Regions from separate parts of the Mus musculus genome. Here regions 1, 2, 3 and 5 are each linked to region 4. Evidence: chromatin contacts called from public Hi-C, HiCAR-type and HiChIP or PLAC-seq data. All regions are on one chromosome and are shown on one strand. Each heading gives the region's core, a stretch centred on a gene start, on an enhancer-like site or on the middle of the called end of the contact. The rest is flanking DNA. Distances are from core to core; before and after follow the strand shown.

Region 1 (3,880 bases), core at 578-3,077, 1.3 Mb before region 4:
GTCTCTGTGGGTAGTTAACACATTGGAGCATCTCGCAGGTAGGTGTGTGTGTGTGTGTGTGTGTGTGTGAGAGAGAGAGAGAGAGAGAGAGAGAGAGAGAGAGAGAGAGAGAGAGAGAGAGAGGTGTGCTTTTGGGTTGAAACCCCAAATTCATGCTAAGCATGCACTCTACCTCTGAGCCACAACCCCAGCCCCAGGGTGACTGTTTCCATTTGGCAGCCCCAGTTTCTCTCTTTCTCACTCTCGCCAGCTCATGAACTCTGTGGCTTAAGCGCTCCACTGCCTTCTCTGTGGGTGTCTCTAGGCTTCCTCGTTGCCCCACAAACTTCTAGCTCTTACTTCTCTAACTTTCTGACAGAAAATACTACATAGCCGACATGTCCTGGCATGAGTACTGTTCTGAGTTAGCTTCTGGTAGCAGGGCCACAGTCCAGAGAAGCAGAGGTAGAGGTGAGAGAGGAAGACAGGGATGGGAGAGGGAGAGGGAAAGAGGAGATGGTGCTGAAAATTGATAATTGGTAATTCCAGCATGTGGGAGGTGGAGGCAGGAGTCCAGTGTCCTCTTTGATTATGTTGTCCCAGATCAACCTGGGGTTGACACACATACACACACACACACACACACACACACACACACACACACACACACACTCATGAGGGTGAACGAGAGAGAGAGAGAGAGAGAGAGAGAGAGAAGCAGAGAAGGGTTGAGAGAGACAGAGAGAACTACTGTACCTATTAGCTAGATGGAAACATTCAAGAGAGAAGCAGCATTTTAGACAGGATGTCTTCAGTTGCTTCCTCTCCCTTGCCCGTCTGATGTAGCCCTGAACTCTTCTCACATTCCAGAGACTTTGCCAAGTTCTGCCTCTGTCCACCCCTTCTGGATGTGCTGACTCTTCAAAACAGAGAGGAGACTCTGCATACTAGGAGAGATCTAGGACACGGCTCAGGGTTTATTTCACAGCTGTTTTTTGTTAACCTTGACTCTAAGAATTTTTCCTCCAAATAATTTATATATCAAGGCAGGATGTAAGTCTGAAGGGAGCCATATTCTAGATGTGAGCTTGCTGGGTGCAGAGCAGAGCAGGAAAGGACAGAATTTCTTTAGCAAATTAAAGCTGGTGGCTATTCACTTTTCATTTCTTTCTCATTCTCCCACATTTTTCTGTCCTCCTCTTTCTTGTGTTTTTATTGAGCTTTGCCATGGGCAACCCCAACTGGAGTGACTTGTGTTTCTGGGATCACCTTATACCTCTGTGGGCATGAGCAGCAGCACACAGAGGTATACAATTGAAACCAGCAGGTTCTACCTGCTGTCTCTAGGACAGCTATGATGATGATGATGATGGTGATGATGATGATGATGATGTAATTTCTATGGATGGAACTCAGGTCTGCATGTTTGCAAAGCAAACAATTTTCTGACTGAACCATATCTCCAGCCTTTTAATTACAATAAATGCCTGCTGTTTCTAAGGATGCAATCCCTGCATACAGTTTGCCTAGTGAACCCAGTGTCCAGCGGGACTGCTGTTACTTGCCAGACCAAAGCCTTTCTCTGCAACAAAGCCTACCATTGTGTCCCAGTGTAGGCCCCTGATCTTTCCCAAAGGGCCTTTTTGAACATGTGCACTTATTTCCATCCCACTATGGGCTGGATGCAATAATAGCTAGAGAACCATGGTAACTTGCCTTCCCCCTCTGACCATTCTGCAAGTGTTATCTGGTGCTCTCTGAAAGCGACGCAGGCAGCTGGACTCTGCAAGAGCGTGTCTCCTCAGGGACTGTGCTCCTTGGTGCCTCTGTCGCAGGGCAAGGGAGGAATACAAAGCTGAAGGTGCCAGTGTGCTCCTTGACTCAGCTGTCCCTGTCTAATCCCAGCTCACAACTGGATGTCCTGGGGTTTGAGTCAGGGCTCTCCTCCTGGCTACTTTCCAGCTGTTTCCAAATGCACTTGAGAAAGTTCCATGTGATGTTTTTTTCATGTAGCACCTGCTTGAACAATCCAACAGTCACGTTCTTTTCTCCTCTATTATACTGTACATCTGTTATTTTGCTGACATGGAAGCCAGCATAACAATTAGATTCATTCTTACCCAGTAAGTTGATTCCAGCGAAGCTTAAGAGCCTCAGTGGAGGTTTTGAGTGTTTATTCAAAGAGAGAACAAAATAAGAAATCCTGTCTATGAAGAGTTTTGGGGGTTAAGTTAGTGGCATGTCTTTACTGAAGGTCATTTCATGTCCCAGTGGCAAGGGGATGAAGTTAGCACTACATGAGAGATAAGAAGATAAAGGTGATCAGGAATCCCTTTGTCTGGGTTGGTTTACTTTCTCTTAAGCAAAAGTGCATTCAGGGAAGGGAAATTTTCTTGTTTGTTTTTGCTTTTTGAGACAAGGTCTCTCCACATAGCCCTTGGTTGTCCCAGAACTTGCTATGTAGAGCAGGCCAGCCTAGCCTTGGGACTTATAGAGATCTACCTGCCTCTGCCTCCCAAATGATGACTGTCTAGGGAAGGTCCTTTCTAAAGAATGCTTCATTATCCATCAGCAGAGCAATTTGAACAAATGCGAGAATCTGACATGTGCCCCTGTGAAAGGCTGTTCCACTCCCAACGGGGTTGCATGTCACATGTTGAGAACCATTGCCTTAAAGATAGCATTGAGCAAGGGAAAACTTTAGTGGGATTGAGGGCCAATTACTCGGGGCATGGGGAAATAAGCCATTAAAGCTTTGGCATTTAGTGTGTGCAGTGAGGTCATTGAATGGTCCTAAACAGAAGAAAAACATCATTTGAAGTATATTTATTTCTAAGTGGGTGACTTGAACTAAACTGGCAGCATGGGAGTGAGCAGTGGGCACAGTCTGGCCATTTTTGAGACAAGTGACTTAACAATGAGATATCCAGCTTGTGAGGACAGTGGCAGGTGGTTCCTTTTCCTCCTGGAGTTCTCAGTACCCTCTTTGCAGTGTAAATGAAGTTATTTTCCTTTGAAAAGCAAAACAAAGCAATGTGAAGCCAGAGGCCTGTGTCTTTACAGTGTATTCAGGTGGCTGAAGCAGGCAACGGCCACCAGTTTGACTCCAGTCTGGGGTGTAGAGTGACATCTTGTCTCAAAAAAAAAAAAAAAAAAAAAACAACAACAACAACAACAACAACAACAAAACAGAAGAGGAAGAGAACAATGGGAAAAGCCATAAACTAAATCTGAATATATCTATTAAGTTGTTCCAAAGTTTTCTTACATATGTGTGGTGGTGGTGGTGGTGGTGGTGGTGGTGGTGGTGGTAGTTTTCCCAAAGATTAACAATGATCAACCTCTTGACACATATCATTTAGTATCATTCATTTAAGTATCCCGACATTTATTTACATGCCAGATATAATTTCTCAAAAGCAAGAGCTAAAGTGGCCTTCCCACAAAGGATCCTTCATAATACATGTAATTTCATTTAATATTGTAATATTTTACAGTTACTTTATACATTGTTGAGTCAACAGCCTATGACATGATATGTATATCATTTTATTTCCTAGAGGGGAAGAGATATAAGTAATAAATAAGCAATAATAGAATGAGAAAATATCCTATTTAGATGATAAAATTAGCAACTAGACTAGTGTAGTCCAATAGACATTCAATCCAAAAAACAATTTAAACCACATCTGCACTAAGAAGGAATAAGAAACAGGTAAAATTACTTTTAATGATATACTTTATTTTGTTCAACATAAGTAAAATAGCATACATTCACCATGTAGCTAATATAGAATTATCAATTGAGTATTATCTACTATGCTAAATTTTCCAAATATAGTGTGTATTTAATTCTAAAAATATATCTTTCATATTTACTTTTTTTTTTGAAAAAAGGCAA
Region 2 (4,245 bases), core at 1,705-4,204, 1.2 Mb before region 4:
GACAATGGGACAGGGTAAAGTGGGGAAAATAGGGAAAAATACAAATGGCTGAGATAACATTCTTCACATAAGGGAGAGAAAAATTAGCTTACACATGAAAGAAAATAATTTGGCATGACACACTGCATTTAAAGAGGAAAAGGAAAACAACCCCACTCTTCAATTGACTAATGGCCTACCTTTGAAAGGGAAAGCTCTAAAGCTTTTATGGAAGATAATACAGGAATTTATCTTTGTGATTTCATTTGTGGAGACCCCAGCAGTGCCTGAAACACAAATGAAAAGAAGAAAAGTTAGTGCACTCCTCAATATCCAAATATAATCTTTCTGCTTAACAAAGAACTCCACAAGCAAAGAGTAGGTGGATGTAGAATGGAAGGCCTTTGTGATGTGAAAACCGACAGGCGATAATTGCACTGGATACATACATGCTGGACCAATGCATCGATCTGCTGCTATCAAGCAAATGAGTCAGAAACTCTGTGAACCCGATAAAACATGAACAGAATATAGAAATGGAAGTTCACAAATGCATGGGGGTGAGAAGCAAATGAAGAATACAAATAGGAACAGATGTTTCCCAACAGTTATTCAAAATAGAACATCAGATCCTTAAAAATGCTGGGTACAGGATGGTAACCTCTCTTTGAGTAGTAATTTGGCAGTATTTAGTAAAATTGAATATTTGGAAACTATGATCCACCCACCCTTCTCCTGGTATGCACGAAGAGAGATGTGATGATCTACTACCCCCTCTCCTTGTATGCGCCCCAGAGAAAAATCTGTGATCCAACTACCCCATTTTGTATGTACTCCAGAAAAATGCTAGGCTCCAAGAGCCCCACTTCTGGTATGCACCCAGAGAACTTCTTCCCATCATTGAAAGACCTGTTTATTATCATGAGAAATTTGGTTTATTTTAAAAACATAAAAACATTTTACTAATATGTTTTTATTTTAATCCCAAGTGCGGAGATATGGGGCTGCTTTGGACCGGAGCAGCTGACTTTGCCATGTGCTTTACCAGAGGTGCGGTTTTGCCAGCTACAGTTAGCTTCTGCAGTTGTGTGATGTTTGAAATTCTGGGAACTTTTCAGAGGGTCTATAAATGCTAGGGCCTTGAGATGGGGTTGGGGGTGATTGTTGGTCATTCAGAGGATTTGGATACGGCTTCTTAGTAGTCACATTCAAAGAAGAAACAAAGAAGGAGAGAAATTAGTTTCAGGGATCTTTATCTCTTGATCCCCTCTCTCCTCCTTTCTCTCTTATCTAGTGATGGGGATGAACTGGCGGGTGGGTGAAATAAAGGGCAGGAAAAAGAAGAACCCACAAAGTAGTAAAGACCAATTACAGTTTATACTGCAGTTCTGCTTTTTATGCCAGGATTAGAGAGAACAATATGTGTTCATCAATAGAGGGATGTAAACCATGAGACCTAGGTTCATTCAAGCCATAGTCTTCCAGGAGGCCCTCAATAAAAATCAAATATATCTTCTACCATGCTTGGATTCTGAATTGAGGAATGAGAAAAAGAAAGTTGCTAGGCATTGGTAGACCACACCTTTAATCTCAGCACTCTGAGAGGCAAAGACAGGTGGATCTTTGTGAGTTCAAGGCCAGCCTGGACTACAACTCAAGTTCCAGAATAGCCAGGACTGTTGCACAGAGAAACCCTATGTCAAAAACAAAACAAAACAAACAAACAAACAAAAACCTGCGACCACCACCACCAACCAAACAACCAATCCAAATCTCCAAAACAATGGACTGTCTAAATGTTACCTTCGTTACTGATGGCAGCACTCTGCAGGTGTTTTAGAGAGGAAAAGGGTTAAACTGGAAAATAGAAGGCAGCACATCAATGCTGTGCCCAGTATCCTGGTGGATTTCATACCTGAGCAGGGGGTAGTGGGTGTACTGTCACAGTCAGGGCCCCTGAGAAGGGACAGAGCAGAGTGTGCTTATCAAGAAGTCATACACTCTCTTAGAACCATAATGAAAGACACAGAGGAAAAAAGGCTCTTCAGAGGAAGGTAGTATCTGGTGTGAGATCAAAGTGTCATGTTAGTGAAAAAAATGAGAGAATACAATTTATAGTTTACTATCACATGCAAATCAAAAGCTACACACAGAGCACAATTGAATACTAGGAATTTTTTAAAAAAGATATACACTTAAGAGAATTCATAGGTGGTAGGTTTGAAAGAAAGAAATTACATGCATTGTAAGCTTAGTTGTGTCTATGGAGACGTAGTTTTATTTATTTGTTTAAATAAAAGAGACTTACGCAGATAAAGGGAAACAGGGTGATTTGAAGTGATGTCAGTGGACAACTCCTTTCCTTACTAAGAAAACACCAAGAATGTAGAAACTACAGCACAGCAGTGCTTTAATATATATGACCAGAAACATCAGACAACAAGAAAAAAGACCGCAACAATAGGGTCAAATTTCCAATATGGACAAGATATTTGGGGACTTTCTAATGCCTAGAATCTTTTGACATGGTTCGTTCTCTCTTTATAAAAATCAAAGTTTAACGCGTAGCTTTTGGTCGAGCTGGAGAAGCGAATGGAAATCACACTTATAACCTCGGTGTCCTTTGAACTTCGGGTTATACTTTTCTCTTCCAGGTCCACTTTTTATCTAGCTCTCCGCTCCCATTTCTCACTAGTGATTATGAGATGTTGTGTTAAGTCAGTTCCTTTCCCAGAACTAAAACAGGAAGACAACCGGCTTTTCTATCTGTGTGGAATAAATATCATAAAAGAAATCTAGCAAACTGCACCTCCTTTCGTGGAGCTGGGTTGGGGATCCAGCCAGGGCGGGGCGGGTTAGACATGGCTTAGGAAGGACATGGCTGAGCCCAAGGCTGTCGCGGGTCTGCTAAACTGCACAGAGTGCCACTTGCAAAGTCCCTCTCTGCCCCATGGCGACAGATGGTCTTTCTTCTGCCTGTGTGTGTGAAGGGGGTGGGGAGTGGTCATAACAATAAGCAGCAGTAGCCACTTGACAGCTTCTTGCTGCCAGGAATTTGCATGGGGGTGGGGGCGGGGCGCTTGCTGCCATCTGGAGAACTTCAGCTCACTGAGGAAGAACCGGTGTCTCCGCCTGTATGCGCCCTAGTGGGTGTTGGGATCTGGGATCTGGACTCCCGGGGAAAGCAGAGAGCAAGAAGCAAATCCCCAGTGAGGCTTCTGCTGCTCTGGGGAAGAGAGACTGGACCTGCACGCTGGGCTGGCTGGGCGGAGGTTATGCCCACAGGTCTGGCACTTCAGAATGATTCAGGTCAGCCACGGTGTCGCCTTTGGAACATGGGTTTGTTTACCCACCAGTAGTTGGTGGGGGACATGTGGACTGGAAAAGAGGAAACCCAAACCTGTACCCCTTTCCCATGACCTCCGGAGGAAAGTTCAGTGAGGCAAAAGGCTGACCATACACCCCAGGGACGCTTTTCTCAGACCACAGTGCTGTGCATTATAAACACATGTGCAACTCATTTAATTAAACACATAACAGCTGCTGAGATGTTTGTGCGTTTAAAAAGCAAAATGTATTTTCAGTGCATTTTAAAAAATAAGTTTTTTTATTCGAAATACCAATTGAAACCATGTGGTCTCCTTTTTACTAAAAAAATAAAAATTTCTCCAAAATATGTTCAGTGGATATTTAAGATTTACTGGGATAAAAAAGGCAGCTTTAACAAAATATTATTGTGTTGGGGAATGTATTCTATAGCTAAAAAGAATTAACATAAAAAAGAATTAATATTATCAGCCCATGGGTTGTAGTTAATAGATAATCCCAAAGCTTTATAAGCTCTCGAATCTTCCAGAATCTCCAGCACCAAAAACAAATAAAAAAAAAAATACAAAAACCAAAATAACAACAAAACAAACAAGCAAGCAAAATACAATAAAGTTCCACATGGGAGAATAAAAAGACATGATCGGATATGTGTTAATTATGGGCTAATGAAATAAATGAGAGTAAATCTCTGTTTTCTGTGCTGGGATTTTCAGGGTGGAAACCATAATATTTCTTTTATTACCCCAGCGGCTAACCCAATTCCACTACGAAGGAGGAGCCTGTTTTTCAGCCTGAGTAGTGACAATGAACACAGGTTAATACTGACAAACCTAACACTAAGCCCACAGAAGTACTTGCAAGTGGCATCTGGAATCTAAGAGGTAAACCATCATGGTGAGACCAGCAAGTTCTCAGTAGCTGCCACTTCTGGTCCTC
Region 3 (3,989 bases), core at 1,485-3,984, 1.2 Mb before region 4:
ACACACAGTGAAACTAACAAACGTTATGAAATAAATGGATTTAACTGATATCTATAGATATACCTTCTTCTCAGCACCTTATGATACTTTCTCCAAAAATGACCATATAATCAGTCACAAAACAGGCCTCAACAGTTACAAAAATATTGAAATAATCCTATGTGTCCTATCAGATCACCAGGGACTAAGGGTGATCTTCAATAACAACAAAAATAATAGAAAGCCCACATACACGTGGAAGCTGAACAACACTGTATTCAATGATAACTTGGTCAAGGAAGAAAGAAAGAAAGAAATTAAAGACTTTCTAGAGTTTAACGAAAATGAAGCCACAACATATCCAAACTTATGGGACATAATGAAAACAATCCTAAGCAGAAAACTCATAGCTCTGAGTGCCTCCAAAAAGAAACTGGAGAGAGCATACATGAGCAGCTTGACAGCACACCTAAAAGCTCTAGAACAAAGGGAAGAAAAAGGAGTAGACGACAGGAAATAATCAAACTCAAGGCTGAAATCAACCATGATGAAACAAAAAGAACTATACAAAGAATCTATCAAACCAGGAGATGGTTCTTTGAGAATATCAACAAGATAGATAAACCATATAGATAAGCCAGACTAACTAACCCTCAGCCCTCTCTCCCATAGCCCCAGGGCCCCCAGTTGGGGGCTGCCCCTTGTCCACTCCCCCACTTTGAGTGGGGTCAGTGGCTTTGATGCCCACCTGGGGCCAAGTGGAAAGCGTCTGGCAGCCCTCCCCTTGTCTGCCTGCCCAGAGCACAGGAGGAACTCTGGCCAGACATGGGCTATTCTCTCCCCCATCTTCCTACACCCCCTTTAGTTCCCACACCATGTCTCCATGTATTTATGTGTATTGATAATTTAATATACTCTGATTCAGTATTTGGCTTCATTTTAGAAAGTGACTACTATGTACTTTAAATAGTTTTATTTTAAAAGTATATGTACTGTTTAAAAAAATAACTTCTGAATTAATGTTGGGTAAGAAACTCCTTTAAAACTTATAAAAATAATAGTGTTTACAAGTTGGGTGTGAATGTTGACAGTACAGATTCCAGCAGGGGCTGAAGACTTGGTTGTCTTAAGAGCTCTGGAATTGGCCCATTAAAGGAATTTTGTAGCATTGCATTGTGAAACAGCCCTGGATTCTCTCCTGAGTCATCTAAACTTTCTTCTTTTCATTGTCCAAAGGCTCCTCCTTGATTCTTAGGAGGCTTGTAAGAGTTTTATGTTCATAAGCTAAATTTCACTCAAAGGATCTGCCAACATGAACTTCATTCCATAGAGGAGCTGAATCTAGCATGGGCAGGCTATGCATGCCTGGGGTTCTGCAGAAATGTTTTGAAGGAGTGGGCCACAGAACTAGAATTTCCCATTTGCAAATGAAATAATTGCTGTAAAATCACAATGTGACATATCTCATGGATCACAACTGACACAAATGAGTAGACTTTCCTTGTTTACAGTGATGTATGCATGGGTGCCACCATTTCCTTCTCTGACACCGTGCTGAAATTTACTACAAACGCTCACCCTAAGGAAACAACATATATGCCAGAGTTTTAAGTATTGAACAATGTTTGACTATTGAAAAAGATTTTGTAGTTTTTCAGCCACAAACTGATAGAACAAACACATCTTTGCCATGAAGAAAGATAGGCCATCTTATAAACTCTTTTGTATCTGCTGTAAGTGTAGCATTTGATAGTAGCCATGAGATAGCCATGTTTTTAAAATAATTTTTACATGTTTTTGTATATATATATTTTGTGTATGTGTGGTTGGGAGGGCATACTAGGCATAGAGTTCCAGAGTTATGAATACTAGACAAGTACCCTATCATAGAGCTACACGCTTAAGCTCCCTTTATCTAACTTCTTAAGTGTAAAGTTATTTTTCCTTATACAATAGGAATACAATACTTTATATATATATACATTAGATAAAATGTAAAATTATAACAATATGTTGATTAAAAAATAAAGTAATTCGATTGGATAGGTTGGTGAGCGTATTCTACACCCCTTTCTATGCATGTGTGTGCTACCCTTATCAACAAAGTTATGAGTTGCTTTATGCTAGATAATTATATTTTATACATCTTCTCATATCAGTGCCCTGTAAAGATGTTCACATTTTAAAATAGCTGCATAGTACACTGTCAAATAAGTCTCTTACTGGATATTTAGTTGTTTCTGATATTTTTCTGTTGCAAAGAGCTCCTTGATAAACATCCTTTTACATAGTCTTTCTGTGCTTTCCTAATTATACGCTGAGGCTGAGTTTCCAGAAGATGGGCCACTAGGCCACAGGCCTAGTCATTTGGAAGCCTGATAATTGCTGTCAAATTGTTCTCCAGGGAGCCTTGCTCTCTGTTCTCTGACTAAGGACTTATGAGACTGCCTGTCTCCCTCACCAACAGCCCTGCAGCCTAAACCTCTCTGGCTTGGTTTACATTCTTGCCACAGCAGCTCCTTCAAATAGACAGAAACAATGGAGAGGGATGTGAATGGTCTCCCATGTAGGCCTCAGGTGGGAGGCAGTTCCCTGATTTCTTTCTTAGTCTTGCCTTCCTTCGGCTGGTGGTAGTGACACCCAATGTCTCCTGGGAAGAAACCATGGGTAGAAATTCTTACTCTCGCCACAGCCTGGCTCCTGCCTGTACTGCTGGCAGGGCTCTGGCCTCCAGCCACCAGTCTGTGGGTGGCATGATTCTTGTATTCTGAGCAAAGGGCTGTGTTGGCACACTGCTCACCCAAGCCAGTGCTTAAGCCAGTGGGGAGGAGGCGGGAAGGAAGTAGAGGCTGACCAAACTGCAAACATAAAAGCACAGCCCCAAAATTCGTCAACTCTTACTCCATCCACACTGTGAGCAAAATAAACCAGGCTGTCCATCTGCTGTGAAATTTTAGTTAATGAGTCTCTTTTGCAATGATAAGATTTCTATGCATAGAATATTTTTGAATTTTTTTCTTTTTGGTTTTTGGAGACAAGGTCTAATATGACTCAGGCTAGTCTCAAACTGGCTAAAGATGACCTTGAACTCTGGATTCTCCAGCTTCTCCATCCCAAATTCTAGGACTATCGGTGAGTAACACAATACCTGGCTCTCACATTTAATTTGGTCCAGGTTCTGGGAAGATCGAAGGTCTATTACATGCTCAGTAAGGGGCTTGACCACTGAGCCATGCTTCTGTTGATGTATTTTTTATTTACACAGCACACTAAAGGAGGTGAGCGTTCATAAATAAGATGGAAGAGGTGATGAAAGAAAATTTCCCTTAAAGATAAAAGAAATGAGAGTGTTCTCTCTTTCTTGTATCATGCAGTTCAATACATTTAATGAAGGAGGAAGAAATTTGAACAAACAAAAGCATTGAGGATAATCCTGAAGGTGTCTACACAGTTCTAAGAACTGTTAGGCTGTGGTGTTGTGTAAGGAAACTGTTATGCAAAAGTGCCAGGGTGTGGGTAACAGTGAGCAAGCAAAGCATGCTAGTGAGGGCCACTTGTTCAATCAGATGAAGCAGTTGCAGGCAGCATCCTGCCTTATAGTGTGGACCGTTCCTGCAGCTCTCCTCAACAGTGGCTTTGGTTCCTCTGCCCTTCAGGAGCACCCTGCATTCCCCATCATTAAACCCATGGAGGGAGCCCAGGAAGGAGGGCAACATTTGAAATATAAATAAATAAAAATAATTAATCAAAAACATTTCATCAAGTGATGTCATTTATTCACTGGTCTATTTAGTCAGGCCCTTTAGAGAGAGAAACTCTCCCCATCCCTTGTTACAGAGAGAAGGACATGATCCTATAGCAAAAGTAATATCACTTTTCTCATTTGGGGATAGAAATTGTATTTTGATTATCATATTCATTGTTTCTCAAAACCTTTGGCATATCTTTTCAAATTGGTCAAGGTAAATCCATACAATAATATCTGATGTACAAATTTCAGAAATTTTTAA
Region 4 (4,103 bases), core at 37-2,536:
AAAGCTTGTTTCTCTTACAGAGCTGCCCCTAAGAGCACCATGAAAACACCGCCATGATGAGTTTGCTAAAGTTGCATACACAAGCACATAGGTAAACCAAATAATGTAACACATTAAAGTCAAGACTCAAGATGAAGGGAAATGTTCGGTCGATGAGTATCTGCTAGGAAAAACCAAACTTAACACCAAGGAGAGCAAACCCAATGTTTTCTGAATTCCTTGCTGCCTTTGAGTGTCAGAAGCTGGAGGATTGCAGTTTAGTGATCCCTCATGTCTGCAAACTCAGTTATCAGCTAAATTGGGTAAACATTATACCAACATACAAATATGTACATGTGTACATGTGCCGTGTGCTCAGTTCATAACACTTTGAGGAGCTTAATCATAAAATCTGAAAAATTCCTATTTATGATCTTCCTAAAAGAATTAACAAAAGTTCTTCTGGGTATTTAAACATATGTGTAAGGTTGGTTTTAATTTTACAATGTATCCTTTTACTTTAAGCAAACAAATAGTAGTAGTAGTAGTAGTAGTCGTAGTAGTAGTAGTAGTAGTAGTAGTAGTAGTAGTAGTAGTAGTAGTAGTAGTAGTAAATGATTGGCCTCATGGAGGTTATACTGATTTTTTTAAAGTTTATAATATAATTGTTAGGCTAGACAATACCATTCCTTTTCTGTATCTCCTCTCAAAACTCTAGAAATGAGTTCACAGTTGTGAATGTGGAAAAAAATTGTGTACTGCTTCCACAAGTGCTAACTGTGAGCTGGGAGAAAATTAGTCCATTTGCAGGCATTGGAAAACCAGGGAATCATTCCATTGTCAAGACAAGAACCAGCAGCTGCTTTGGATTCCATGTATTTCAAGGACAAATCATTCATTGACTCCTTTGACACCCAAAGTATGCCAATAATTCAATGTATTAGTTGGATGCAAATTTCATACAATAAGGTATGGAAAGCAAACTGTAATTGGGAGTGCTTGTGTGAATGGAGCTCTGTCCTTTGACAGAGCCCATTGTTGAACAGCAGCCTGAACCCCCGACCCTTTACTTTGCAAGGATACAATAGCCTTTGATATGAGGTGGTGGGAAAAAGACTTAGACACTCATTTCACATTCAGTTGCAATTCATCAGTTTGGCGGGGACTTTTAGCAGCTTTAATGACCACAGCAATTGATGGTTAAATCAATTTGTGCCGGTGACAGCATGGCTGGCCTCTAGACTGTAACAATCCAGGATTGCGCCAGGCAGAAAAGACTCTGTTATTCAGATGTGCGCGGTTCCTACTCTGCTCAGAGAGAGAACAATGAGAGAGTCTCTGGCTCAGGCAAGCTGGAAAACGTTCACATTCACTCCACTGCCTGCGCAATGTTGTGGCTTCTCTGTAAGGAGGTGCAGCGCATTTCATTCCCGTAAGTATTGTTGCGAGTAAAAATATACAGACGACAAAGATTTCTAACGTTTAACTATATCCTGAGAGATAGTAACAAACCAGAAAGAATTTAACCTTTGATTCCTTGATCGAACTGGGTGGTCCTACTCCTGCCACCACTGCGCACCCCTCCTCCACTTCCCCTCAAAAAAATTAGAAAAGGGAAAGAGAAAAGCAGCAGCAGAGATTACGATAGAGGAGGCTTATGTTTAGGAGGGAAAGGTGAGAAAACAACCCCACAGTATTTTGTGTAAAAAAGGAGGGAATATTGCTCCCTCTTCTGTTGATCAGAGGTATTTTTTTCCTAGTAATGATTTAAAAATACATGTTTACTGTGAAAATATGTAAATGTCAGCATAGTTCACTGAGTTGAACTGACCTGTTCAAGTTTCTTAAAATAAAAAGGCAAAGTAAGTATTTTTTTTTTAAGCTAAACCTACGTTTAACATTTAGGAATTCTGCAGGCATAACTGGCAATTTTTAAATGGGGAGAAGGATAAAATATCATCACAACAACATTAATTTTGGTTTAGTTTCATCAGTGAATTGCGTCATTAAATATAGGAATCAAGAATTAAACCATAAGCAAGACTTTTAAATTCTACAGAAAATGTGCAGCCTAAAACATACCTGTAAGATTAAGCAATGTGAAGCCAACATATTATTTGTATATCTGAATACTAATTAATGTCTGGCATAACGTAAGATACACAGATGACTGTAACAAACATGCAACTAAAGCTAATTAAAGGAAAGTTTCTTGTTTTTAAACATGTGTTAATGCTGCATTTATTAAACAAAATTTTTTAAGTAAAAAAAAAATAGTATACAAAAAGTATTAAATTCTACTCTGGACTGGATAAAATTGACTGTAAGGGTGGACTCTGACCCTGAGTTGCCTTTTATGTCCTATTAAGAATTAGACCAAATGATACAATTTTATTTTAGAGCTATGGTGGAGAAAAAAGAAAAGAAACCATGTCCAGAATATAAGCAGATCCATGGGAAATGGATGGCCCCGACTCGAAGCTATGGTGTTGTGGGAAAAAATGTAAACAAGGTTTTCGAACAGATTTGTCTAAACATTGAAAGAATATTGAGTCTGTACAGAGGAGGTCTTGGCACTGAGTCCAGAGCTGTGCTTGGTAACTGGGGAGGGTAGAGAAAAGGAGGAGAGTTTCCATGGCAACACTGGTGCTGAGCATAAATGGAACAGGCATGCATCTTCCCAAGGGAGGACTGGAGGGTGGAAAGTGGAAACGAGGGGTAAGGGCGGTAGGGCCCCCATGAAGATACTTTATGCTGAATAAGTGTTTTGTGTAACTGTGTGGCATGCTGGACATCACTGTGTGCATTCTGAGAGATATGAGACCTCTTAAAAACACTGCTGCCATGATCCAAGACAGTTCTAGGTGGAAATAAATGTTGTCTTACCATTTCTAGAGTGAACACAAATACACTGAACCCATCTTGCTTCTGATTTTGTTATGTCCCTTCAAAGTAGAATGAGAGGTGACATGAGTAAAGCTTTTTACAGATTATTTTTCTTTATTCTTGAGAGTCGTATGGAAATAACCCTATTTCCTTCTCTTAGCTGCAAAGGCAGGAAGATATGATTTCTCATTATTTTGAATGTGAAACTATGATTCACAACTTTGACACTGTTTCACCTTTCACAAGAAAGCATCCTCGTTCAAGGAACAAGATAAAATGAAAGTGAACATCATTTACCTGACTAGATTATCATTATTAATAATTTTATCTCATTGTAAATGCTTCAGTGTCAAGATTAAATTAGGATGGCATCAAGAAGAGGTGATAAGTTGCAGGCTAAACGCTATGGCATACTATGAAGTCAGCTTATGACCATACTTTCATTAGAAGTGAGATTGTGGCACCAACTTGCAGAGAGCACAATGCCACAGTACCATACAGGCTTTAATGTGTGTGAGCTACATTTGTGCCCAACACATTAAAAGCTCTGAGCTGTGACGTATGATATTTATGTCTATGAACTTTGTGAGAATGGTAGTCTCCATAAGAGAGCCTATGTACATATATCAGATGCTCAAGGCAGGTTTATTAACTTCCCAGAGAATCAGATAGATCATCTTCTGATCAAAACTATGAGAGCACATAAATGCACCAAAGTGGACATTTATTTACTATCATCAATATAGTATCCAACATGCATAGTTGTCTTACTTAATGCTCACAGATTTCTCAGTATGTCACAATGTGGTTCTCATCTTACAAGTAAGAGTGGAGAGACCCTCAAAGTTTAAATTATGTTAAATTTATATCTCTGAAGAAGCTGGAATTCCAGCCCAGTCCTACCTAACTCATTTATCTTATGACCCTTCAAGTTTCTCATATTTCTCTATACCAAAGAGTACTTTGATATAAAAAAGACTACCTTGTCCTCATCAGAAAAACTGAAGTACAGAGAATTCATTCACTATAATAACTCTGCTCTTTAGTCCTTCAAATCTCAAAAAATACATCTCAGTTCCCATTGCGCCTGAGATTTCAGAAGCCAGTGAAAGCCAGGAACTAGAATACAAAGTTGAACTAACTATCCAAGTGCAAAACCAAGATTTTGACATATGACAAATGGTTCCTGGCAATTGTGAGCAGAATAACAATGAATATTAATGGGCAAGTTTCTCTTC
Region 5 (4,233 bases), core at 290-2,789, 1.2 Mb before region 4:
TTATCCAAAGGTGGAGACTGCCTTCTGAAGGTAGGAAGGAGCAGGAGCAGGCTCTCTTTTCCACACTGGTCAGAGCTTGAGCAGAGGACCTCAAAGCCCACCCCCACAATGACAGCCATCCTCAAACAAAGCCATACCTACACCAACATTGCCACACCCACACCAACTTTGCCACACCTCCTAACAATGCCACTCCCTTAGTCAAGCATATACAAAGCACCACAAAGAGCATATTTCCAAACAAGCTTCTACATGGGTACTTGAGATCAAACTCAGGTCTTCATGCTTGCAGGCAAGAATTTTAAGCACAGCTTCTTCTCCTCAGCACTCCTACCCTCAACTTTTCAGTGAGTTCAGTCTTGTAGAGTCAGTTACAAAGGTGTACAGTAAAAAGGATGGAAAACAATATAGTATTAATTTGACGACATACAGAAAGACAGAAATGTGTATCTTATTAAAATAAGCTACCACAATTCTAGACTATACAATTTTAGGAACTGTAGTCTGCATAACTAATAAAATTTTTTTTTTCAATATAGAATTCTGAGTCTCTTCTGGACTGTGAAGGAGACCTTCTAGAAAGTTGTGTCTGCTGAGACTGATTGACTGATTAGAATTTCAGTGCTATGGAGAGATTTGAATGTTACAGGTCCAGAGGCTAATTACCTTATCTTCGGTTAACTTTACCTGCACACCTCAACAGCTATTCCTTGTGTGCCTCTGTGTCAGAACCAGCATCCTGTGACTAATAGATAAAAGCCTTTGGAAACTATTAATTTAACAGACCTTCTACCAAGCCCAAAGATAACAGTGTTAACAGATAACATCTTTGGTCTATAAAATAAGTTTCCTCAACCTTGCTGTAACCACCTCTCAGATATGCCCACCAATGTATTTTAAGCCTGTCCTGATTTATGACTTTCAACTTTCTGTAAAACTATAAAACTTCATGTAACTGCTTCTAGTTCAAACATGGACTTTGAGGTATCTTAATCTGTGTTTCTGGTCATTCAGAATGGATCCAGAATGAACTAGCTTTTATTCTTCTTAAGAAGGAAAATTGTTTTTTGAGTTGACACAATCAAAGCCAAATTTTTAAATAAATTAAAAATTATTTTTAAATGTAAGAATTGATTATTGATATTAGCTCCCCTAGTTAAGCAAAAGCTATTGACATAGTATGTTAACAAGTATGCATGTCTGTCCTCTGACTTGTGAAGGAATTCAAATATGTTTTGGTGAAGTTTAGTAATAGTGGGGGACTATGGCTATCATAGTATGGGGCCTCCTCAATAACAAGACAGAAACTAAGAAACTTCTATCTCTTTAAAATAGAATGGACCATTTTGCCTCCAGAGGATGTAAATTGAACATGTCTTTGTGTTTTCACTTAGAATTTTATTTCTGTTCTCACACCCCACCCTCCTTTACATGAATATTAAGGTCCAAGGCTTTAGCAACAGGCATTTGGTCCTGGGGGAAGAAAGGGTAAAGGGAAGAGTGTTGTGTATGGCTTTTCATATGTTAATGGTTGATTCCATGGCAACCATTGAAAAAAAGAAGGGCTAGGGACAAAAGGGGCTGCAGGAGAGAGGATGGGGCTCTTTCAGGGGCTAGTAAGAATAACAGCCCAGACCCTCTCCTCTGAAAGATATCTGATGGCCAGACCTCAAAGGACTTTGTCTTAATAGTGCAGAGTCAGTATGTAATTAATGCAGAGTTTTATGAGTCCAAATTTCACCCTCAATGATGTTTCCCCTTTAAAACGTGGAGAATAAGAATCTGAAACCAAGAGGATGTTTCAAATCACTGCTCCCATTGGGACCCACAACGGAGTCTATCCAGAGGACACACTAGACTATCGGCTCTAAGCATCAGACATTTCAGTTTTGAGTTAAAAGGTCAAGGGCTTTTATCTTTGAGTACAAGAAAGCTTTTAAAGCTGGCTGACTAAGAGCAAGCACAGTGGGAATGGCTGTGCTCTCTCTCACATGCATCCTTTGAACACTGTCGTCCCTGATGACATGTTGAAATGGTACAGGACACAGACAAGAGCAGGTCACAGGACACAGAGGACACTGGTGACATTCCATTCCTTGGCTTCCTTGACCAATGAAAAGAATTCCTGGCTGCCTATATATCCTCCCAGAAACATGGTGACATCCTCACATCAGATTCCCTAGTGCGCTAAATCTTCATGTGAACTTCAGTGGTTATACATATGAAATAGCTGTTGTATCTTGCCAGCACAACACACTCTTTCTAGCCCTTTCTCAAGTACTGCAAAGCATTACATTCAGTAACAATGCCAACTTTACCAACTTTCTATCCAGCCTTGTTTTCTTGCATGTGTATTCCTCAGTCTTTGATTGAATTATATTGAATTCCTCTCTCTCTCTCTCTCTTTTTGTCTCCTTTAAATAGTTGCCAGAGACCAGCCACCAGTAGCTGCGATACAGTGTTTTCTCTGTTTCGATAGACACAAGGGCTTTTTATCACAATGGAATGCTTATGGAATTGCATGTTTCAAAAGACACTAAACATGAAAATACAACTTCATTCAAAGTCAGGTTACAATTATGAATAGCAAGGCTACAATGAAGAGAGAGAGAAAGAAGTGCTGGTCTGTCTTTCTTTCAGTGGTTATAAAATGTAATTCATTTTTTTCCCTCATAAGCCTTATGAACCTTACTCCCGCTTTTATGTTATTCAAAACTCTGATGGGGTGGAAAGCACAGAGTTATTGTAGCTACCAGGAATCCCAATATGAGGTCTGACAATATTGTTACCAACATTATATTATAAAGAGACAGTTTCTTCAAAATGATCTTATTTTTGAATGCCTGTTTGCTTGATGTTTGCTGAGTAATATGTGACATCTGATATTTTGGCAACAACACTGAATAATTAATCTATTCATCAAAATTTTTAAAAGTGTTTTTATAGACTAGGACTTGGTCATATTTGATCAGTACATGCTATGACTGGTTGTCATGGAAATGTAGCCTAGTATATATGGATAATTGTGTAAATAAAGAATCATCCCTTTAATCATTTTTTAGTGTCTGTTTGCTTCTGAAATTAAGACTTGATGTTTAAAAAGATACATGGATGAGAGATCAAACAATCAAACAAACAAACAAACAAAACAAAGAAAAGAGATCTGGTTAAATAAAATCCAGTCAAAATAGGAACAGAAACCATGATCAATGTAGAGACCAGTCACATTCTAGCCACACTCCATACAACCCCATCATGATGCTAGATGACAAACATACTGCAAGTGTATTGTCCCCCAAAGTTTTGGTGTGCACAAGAGCAAAACTAACTTGAAGTCTATGATAAGCAAAGCTATTCTGACTTGTTTTAAGGAACAAGACAAGCCCTGAGCACTCCCTCCTCCCCATATGCTCCCCAGATCTATGTAAGGGTACATGGAGACACAGCTAACACATTCTTAAAACAAATATAACATCAAGTCTTCAATAAATACCTTGTATATTATTTTTCCCATGACAAACTAAGACAACTGATGACAAGTCCTCATCCCTGACCAGGGATCTTCTCTAAGGAAAGGGAGCAGCCAAACTTGGCTTGCCCACAAACAGCTGTGCTCTGTGCCCTCTCACATCCACCACATACGCCTGCACACAGTTGCCAACACTAAAGGCCAAAGCTAATTGGCTTGGGGAAAGGAGAGACACTTGTCTCAAGAGTAACCACTGTTTACAGACTTGCCTGGGAAAGGATGCCTGAAGTCTAGGGGACACAATCAGATGTGCTTTTTAGGATGTTTAAATACAAGAGGGACACAGAAGGAGGCAATTATTTGGAAATGTGAGCAGAACCTGAAGGAGAGAGAGAGAAAAGTTACCTTGTGATGGCCAAAAGGAACCCAGACAAGAAGTAGGAACAAAAGAACACATAGAGTGAAGCATGGAATGATTTCTCAGTTAGATGCAGTGCCTGCTTGTACTCTTGAGTCCCTGGGAAGTCAAAGCAGAAAATCATGAATTTTGACTCTAGCCTGGGCTATATGGTACGATTCTGTCTCAAAAAATTAAACCCCAAACCAATCACTGAAACAACAGCAGCAAGCAGAGGTAGGAGGATGAGGAGTGGGGTTGGGGAGGTTAGGGAGGTGGGGAAATGATCCTGCTGCTCGGTTGGAGTAGAGGAGTATGGACCACAGGAGCTGACAGTGGAGCAACCGTTCTCTGGAGCCCCGTCCAA

What was found. A called contact is a pair of places that touch in the nucleus more often than the background predicts. HiCAR-type assays count read pairs that join an accessible place to other places. HiChIP or PLAC-seq counts read pairs in DNA pulled down with a chosen protein or histone mark.
Region 1: a contact with region 4 is called in a HiCAR-type map of astrocytes, with 6 times the contacts expected there. The contact joins two enhancer-like sites. A contact is called at or near these places in 2 of 115 datasets of contacts at active chromatin or transcription factors (astrocytes and stem cell-derived neural progenitor cells) and 1 of 9 other capture datasets (embryonic trunk).
Region 2: a contact with region 4 is called in a Hi-C map of cerebellum, with 4 times the contacts expected there. The contact joins two enhancer-like sites. A contact is called at or near these places in 5 of 484 Hi-C or Micro-C datasets (cerebellar granule neurons, cerebellum, cranial neural crest and 1 more), 2 of 115 datasets of contacts at active chromatin or transcription factors (differentiating embryonic stem cells and embryonic forebrain) and 2 of 9 other capture datasets (embryonic tail and embryonic trunk).
Region 3: a HiCAR-type map of astrocytes shows a contact between it and region 4, with 5 times the contacts expected there. The contact joins two enhancer-like sites. A contact is called at or near these places in 1 of 484 Hi-C or Micro-C datasets (cerebellum), 2 of 115 datasets of contacts at active chromatin or transcription factors (astrocytes and bone marrow-derived dendritic cells) and 2 of 9 other capture datasets (embryonic tail and embryonic trunk).
Region 5: an H3K27ac HiChIP or PLAC-seq map of stem cell-derived neural progenitor cells shows a contact between it and region 4, with 16 times the contacts expected there. The contact joins two enhancer-like sites. A contact is called at or near these places in 1 of 15 datasets of contacts at CTCF or cohesin (the NIH/3T3 cell line), 1 of 484 Hi-C or Micro-C datasets (stem cell-derived motor neurons), 4 of 115 datasets of contacts at active chromatin or transcription factors (astrocytes, differentiating embryonic stem cells, embryonic brain and 1 more) and 1 of 9 other capture datasets (embryonic trunk).

The regions. Positions count from the first base shown.
Region 1 is chr10:37,249,419-37,253,298 of GRCm38.p6, forward strand. No RefSeq gene overlaps it. Among named protein-coding and RNA genes, the nearest start is that of Gm26535, 68 kb to the right of the region's middle. Within about 2 kb of position 1,828, at least 65 of the 459 cell types and tissues checked have an H3K27ac peak or open chromatin away from gene starts, as enhancers often do. A contact at or near this core is called in astrocytes and stem cell-derived neural progenitor cells, where this site is marked.
Region 2 is chr10:37,394,482-37,398,726 of GRCm38.p6, forward strand. No RefSeq gene overlaps it. Among named protein-coding and RNA genes, the nearest start is that of Gm31202, 32 kb to the left of the region's middle. Within about 2 kb of position 2,955, at least 136 of the 459 cell types and tissues checked have an H3K27ac peak or open chromatin away from gene starts, as enhancers often do. A contact at or near this core is called in cerebellar granule neurons, cerebellum, embryonic forebrain and 1 more, where this site is marked.
Region 3 is chr10:37,312,512-37,316,500 of GRCm38.p6, forward strand. No RefSeq gene overlaps it. Among named protein-coding and RNA genes, the nearest start is that of Gm26535, 5.0 kb to the right of the region's middle. Within about 2 kb of position 2,735, at least 77 of the 459 cell types and tissues checked have an H3K27ac peak or open chromatin away from gene starts, as enhancers often do. A contact at or near this core is called in astrocytes and cerebellum, where this site is marked.
Region 4 is chr10:38,552,680-38,556,782 of GRCm38.p6, forward strand. No RefSeq gene overlaps it. Among named protein-coding and RNA genes, the nearest start is that of Gm22911, 61 kb to the right of the region's middle. Within about 2 kb of position 1,287, at least 127 of the 459 cell types and tissues checked have an H3K27ac peak or open chromatin away from gene starts, as enhancers often do. A contact at or near this core is called in astrocytes, cerebellar granule neurons, cerebellum and 5 more, where this site is marked.
Region 5 is chr10:37,376,607-37,380,839 of GRCm38.p6, forward strand. No RefSeq gene overlaps it. Among named protein-coding and RNA genes, the nearest start is that of Gm31202, 14 kb to the left of the region's middle. Within about 2 kb of position 1,540, at least 46 of the 459 cell types and tissues checked have an H3K27ac peak or open chromatin away from gene starts, as enhancers often do. A contact at or near this core is called in embryonic brain, stem cell-derived motor neurons and stem cell-derived neural progenitor cells, where this site is marked.